Linked DNA regions of Nothobranchius furzeri: region 1 is linked to region 2. The links are chromatin contacts, called in public Hi-C maps. All regions are on one chromosome and are shown on one strand. Each heading gives the region's core, a stretch centred on a gene start, on an enhancer-like site or on the middle of the called end of the contact. The rest is flanking DNA. Distances are from core to core; before and after follow the strand shown.

Region 1 (2,700 bases), core at 182-2,681, 58 kb before region 2:
CCTTCCCAAAATGCCCCTGCATGGAGAGAAACAAGAGGGAACATTTAACGGGAAAGTTCCAGAAGGCTAAAGTGGTTGAAGTCGACGTTACAAACTAAAATTATATTATGTGGGTTTGACTTTAGGGAGAATTTCGGATAGTTGTGATTACAGGTCGACCGATGTTGGGTTTTCTATTGCCAATGCCAAAATGTAGAGGTCGAGGTCAGTCGATGGCCGATATTTTGGGCCGATTTTCATGGCCGATGTCTAGATGTTTGCTACCTCATTTTCATGCTAAAATGTCACTAATGACATCAGATGCACAAAAGTTTTTGAACACTGAATTTAAACAGCTGTTAAATATTAATTGTGTGCACTGTTCAGTGTTAAAATCAGACACCTAACTAAAGTTAATCAAACAAATCAGTAAACTGACCAAGTATTAAATATTCAAAACTGGGAGAAAAAAAATTGTAGTTGGTGCATTAATTAAAAGCAGATGTTATCCAGGTAAAAATACACTTAAAGTCTGCAGCAGCAGTACTGGGCTGCCTGGGGATGTGCCTGACTTTAAATCGGCTCAACTAAGTGCAGATATTTAAAAATTATATCAAATATCGGCCAAACGATATATCGGTCTATGCCTAGTAGTGATTAATCATCAATAAAAAAGCTGAAGGAAAACAGATGGAATCACATTTTACCAGCCACCAATGTTAACAGTGTGGCCATGTTAGCCCCTCCCCCCCATAAGGGATCCACAACAATAGCGGCTTACCTCCCCCAGGGTTCTGATCATCTTCAGAAATCGTTTTTCAAAGACGGTTGGGTCCACCCCGGTCTGGTGTTTGGATCTGAAGAACACGTCTAACAGATGAAAGAACATGATTACAAAACATCCTTTCTTCAGCCTGGCGTCAGAGGAAGTCTACTGCGGTCGAGAGTGTGAAGGTTTTTGTGTTTATGCAACTGATGATGCTTTTAAAAAGGAGTTTAATTTCTAACCCCACTGCCACTGGAGCTGATCTGGTAGCCAGTTTGAAAAGTCATAAGAATAAAGGAGAATGATGAGTGTGCAGTAGCAGTTGGGTTAATAAACTGGCTGCAGTATCTAAATCTGGCCAGTAGGTGGAAGAATGTAGTCTCCAGAGCCAATGAGGCCCCAGTGAGGGGCAGATGACTTGATAATGCACCCAGTGAACTTCCTCATTAAAATCCAAGCGAGTAAACAACTCTGCTGTCAGGTGAGACCGAAACATTCAGATCTTATTTCAAATGTCAAGAAACTACGCATTTCTGGTTTAGCTTTCTTTCAGTTTCCAGTCCTGTTTTAAGAAAGAGTGTTAAAGTTATTCTGAACCTGATGTAACCAGCTGGTTTGTGACTTTACACGAGTGTCCTCACACCCACCCATTTTCCCCGGCTCGGTCATGTCCAGGTCTCTGACGATGGCCCTGAAGAAGGGTCTCTTCTTGGGGTCGTAGTTCATGCACTTGGTCATGAGTTCAGCAAGCTCTTCATAGTCGGGGGTGACCAGCTGGCACTCCATTTCATAAAACCTCTCTTTCTGCTCGGAACAGGAAGCAAGCATTTGATCAAGAAAAACGCAGCAAAGCAGCTGGAGTTCATCACAGGCAGCATGGAGAAGTCAGCCTTGGACAAGATTTGTTTCAGAGCATTTGTTCATGTTAGCATGTGCGCTCTTGCCTCGATAAGCTTCTTGTCTTTGAGAGGAACTTCTCCATCGAAGCAGATCTCCCACAGGGTGGTACCAAAACCCCATTTGTCTGCTGCCACACTCAGAGACGCATTCTTTAGACATTCGGGAGCGATCCAGGGGATTCGATGCACGCACTCTGCAGACACAAAGAAAATCAAAGCTGAAAATGTGTTTGTGAAATTCTTGTCAGCCTTACCAGGATTTCAACTGAAACTCTCATTTATAAAAACACGCTAGTGAAGGACGTCAGCTAAACTGCATCCTCTTTGAAGGAGACGATAAAAAAAAAAACAATAGGAATAAGTTCATTGTGCCTTTCATCCAAGTCAGTCAGAATAGGGTTTTGTCATTTATGAAGGCATTCCTAGACATCATGTAAGCAGTCCAGGCTGCAGGTAACCAGATACTAGGGCTGGGCAAAAGGGACAAAAACACATACTCCATATTTTTAGCTGAACTCTGATATGATACATAACTTGTTACGTTTCTAAAGTTTTAGCTACGTGTCTCAAATGCCACACAGACACGTTATAATTTATTTATAATTTAAGCAAAAAAAAAATTCAAAGACCAAGTTCACCCGTTATTTCAACACATTTGCTGTGGTCTGTATAAATAAATGAACGCCATGTGGCTCGATCTCCGGTGCTTCTGTTTCAGGATGTAGAAGTTAGCCAGAGCAGAAGACAGCAGGATTTGGGAGTCTTCTAACCTTGTGCTGCAAGATGGATTCTCGTGAGATTTTCCAAACTCAGGAGAATCCATCTTGTACCGCTCCAGTTCAAACCGTCCGACCTCCAGCCCAAAACGGGCCGGACCAATCATGTGTCAGTACTGTGCTGTAGGGTGGGGCTAAGCTAAACAAAAATGGTTGTGTCGGTTGACGCTAACAGCAACCAATAGTTACAACAGCACGGGGTCCACGGCCACAATGGTCGCGGTCGGACATCTTCAATTTGTCAAAACATATTTAACAGAAAATTCCCTAAAAATCCATT
Region 2 (2,700 bases), core at 84-2,583:
CGTGTTTGACAGCTCCGGGACGCTGCTGCCGCCGCCTTATGGCTCGCAACAAGTCTACTCACTGGGATTCCTACGCAAATGACAGCGAGTCTTTTGCGCCTTCCGCTGTAGCGCAAAAACGATCAGTTTGTCAACTCTAGAATGAAAGCACCGATCTGCTGGAGATATGCTGTCAAAATAAACTAAGAAAATGAATAGGCTGTAAAATATGTATTAGCCTAATTATTCAAACAATATCTACCAACAATCTGTATGAAACCTGTTTATTTTTGGATTGTTTTGGATATTATTGGATTTGGATATTATTTTTGGATTGCAGTTCTACTATTTATTTCGGCCAACGTGCTTGAAATGAAAGAAATACACTCTAAAAGGTGTGAAAATAAAAACAACTGCATTTCATTTATTTATTTATAAAGCACCTTAATGCCACCAGCCAAGGCTGCCCAAAGTGCAATACGTGATAAAATCATAGCCCATGTACATTAAAATTAGAGTCAACAATCAGACCATACTAAAAATGGATATTATAAGACATAAAAACACTAAACATAATAAAATCAAAATGCACATAATGCCCCAAAACAATAAAAATAAATAAATACGTTCCAAGAATATTACCATTATTATTAATAATATTACAGTTTGGATTATTTTAGTAAAATTTGCGCAGAGCCAACTCAGGTTGGATTGTTGGTTTGACCCTGTGGCTGATGATTTCCACCAGGCCCGATCTGAACTTCTGAGATTGACACGTTTAAGTGTAGCACGTAAAAATGGTCTGCGACACACTCGTCCACCATAAGGTGGCGAATTGCTGTAACTTTATGCTTTTGTTTCCAGCGGAAAAGGTCAAGTCAACGTTTAAACTGCTTAAAACAAGTTTAAAAATAACCGTTAAATTGCTAATGTTTTGGTTAAAATAAATTATTGTTTCTAAAATTCAAACTTTGCTTGGACCAGCAGTCAACCACTTGTCAGGGCATATTTTAATTTAATAACAAACAAACAAACCAATAAACAAACAAACAAAAAACGATAAAAAAACAAATAACAAATGACAAAACAAAAATTAAAACAACCCAGCAGATTTTAGAGTGTAGATTAAATTCCAAACCGATGTCACATTTTTTTAAATAGCTCATAAATCAAATTAACCTCCTTTATCTAATTGTACATTACTTCTTCTCAAACGGACTACAATTTGTACCACATTAAAAACTACAATAACCAGTTCGCCGCCTGGTGTTCAGCCATCCGCATTTTTTCTAGATGATGCGCGCAGAAAAATAGGGCGTTGTGGAGTCTCGCTCGTTCATTCGCGGAGGAAAGTCTCTTTTCTTAAAGAAACAGGAGAGCGAGCGACGAAGAGAGAGAGAGAGAGAAAGAGAGAGCGAGAGAGAGACTGCGCGTAAATCCACTGCGAGCGAGTTTTAAAGTGCAGATATTTTTCTTGGCTGACCGTTCATGCGTGCAGCTGTGAGAAATAAGCGCAAACAGAAACATCTGCCTTTGAACAGCCCCGTCTATTGCTGCTTGTCCCCCCGGTGGTAGACATGGCAAAGTTATTCCGTGCTGCAATCATGGGTCCACCAGGATCAGGAAAAGGCACGATATCCAAGAGGATTGCTCAGAGCTTCGGACTGCAATACCTGTCCAGCGGTCACTTTCTGCGCGAGGGCACAACTGTCGACCCAGGTAAGAGAGAGAGAGAGAGAGGGAGATAGCCCGTAAACAGAAGCCCACTCCACTAAACTCTGTTGTGTCAACAGGAAGCGTTGGAGCCTGCTCGTTTTCCGTGCAGCATGCTTGAATTGCCACGATGACCTTGTTTTCATGCAGCTAATGTTGCAACAAAGCGCGTTGCTGATGCATGTAACATGAACTAGCAGTGTTTTCCCCCGTTCTGTCTTCAGAGCCTGTGTGAGCCTCACAACACCACACAGAAGAAAGCAGACACTAGATTGACCCCCCCCCCCCCCTGCTCACCCATAATGTGTTTTCTAATTTCAATTCCTAATTTTTTGCGTTTATTTCCTCAAACATCCAAAACCGTTGGTTGTGTTTCCTCTAGCTTCCTTTTTCTAGGGCACATTTTCTTCCCAGGAAATTTTAATAAAGGTTTCCGTACAGGCCAGCATGATTTGGAAAGATGCCAAAAACCGCGTTCCTTATTTTCTCTTTTATAATCTCTTCAATCAGTCCTCCGCAGGGACAACCCCGCAGCTTCCAAAGGTTAAACTTTTCACGTTGCCTCTCAGATAGACATTCTCACAATCAGGAAGCTCTGTTCATATCTCTGTTTGTTGTTGATCAGAGGCAGGACTGCTGGTGAAGACCTACGTACAGAAAGGCATGCCGATCCCTGACCATTTGATGACCAGACTGATGCTGCCCAAGCTGCAACAGCTGAGAGACCACAGCTGGCTGCTTGATGGTGAGAAACAGCTTTTGTTGTTTCAGACTTTCCACTAATACCATAAAACATGGAGCTGCCTCAATAAATTCTTGTATTTTCTTATATTTAAAGAAATATATTAAAAATGCTAAGTCATGGTAATTAAAGAGACTTCCAACCATCTTTCTAATCTGATTGGTCCATGCAGATGCCCCCCACCCCCATCCCACAGGCAGAGCCACATGCAAGGACTTTTTAAAACCTCTGTATTTCATTAACAAATAAACAGATAAATATAAACA

The links. Hi-C and Micro-C count contacts between places; a contact is called where the count stands out from the background.
Region 1: a contact with region 2 is called in a Hi-C map of skeletal muscle, with 5 times the contacts expected there. The contact joins the enhancer-like site here to the promoter of ak4 in region 2. A contact is called at or near these places in 2 of 2 Hi-C or Micro-C datasets (skeletal muscle and tail fin).

What each region holds. Positions count from the first base shown.
Region 1 is chr8:68,588,457-68,591,156 of NfurGRZ-RIMD1, reverse strand. It overlaps jak1 (Janus kinase 1), which reads right to left. Exons shown (of 25, transcript XM_015970987.3): 17 at 1,690-1,838; 18 at 1,393-1,549; 19 at 761-849; 20 at 1-16. Among protein-coding and RNA genes, the nearest start is that of jak1, 43 kb to the right of the region's middle. Within about 2 kb of position 1,431, at least 1 of the 3 cell types and tissues checked has an H3K27ac peak or open chromatin away from gene starts, as enhancers often do. A contact at or near this core is called in tail fin, where this site is marked.
Region 2 is chr8:68,529,942-68,532,641 of NfurGRZ-RIMD1, reverse strand. ak4 (adenylate kinase 4) reads left to right here and starts at 1,333. Exons shown (of 5, transcript XM_015970986.3): 1 at 1,333-1,698; 2 at 2,318-2,437. The coding sequence starts at 1,557. It overlaps LOC107392912 (a long non-coding RNA gene), which reads right to left and starts at 83. Exons shown (of 2, transcript XR_011521420.1): 1 at 1-83.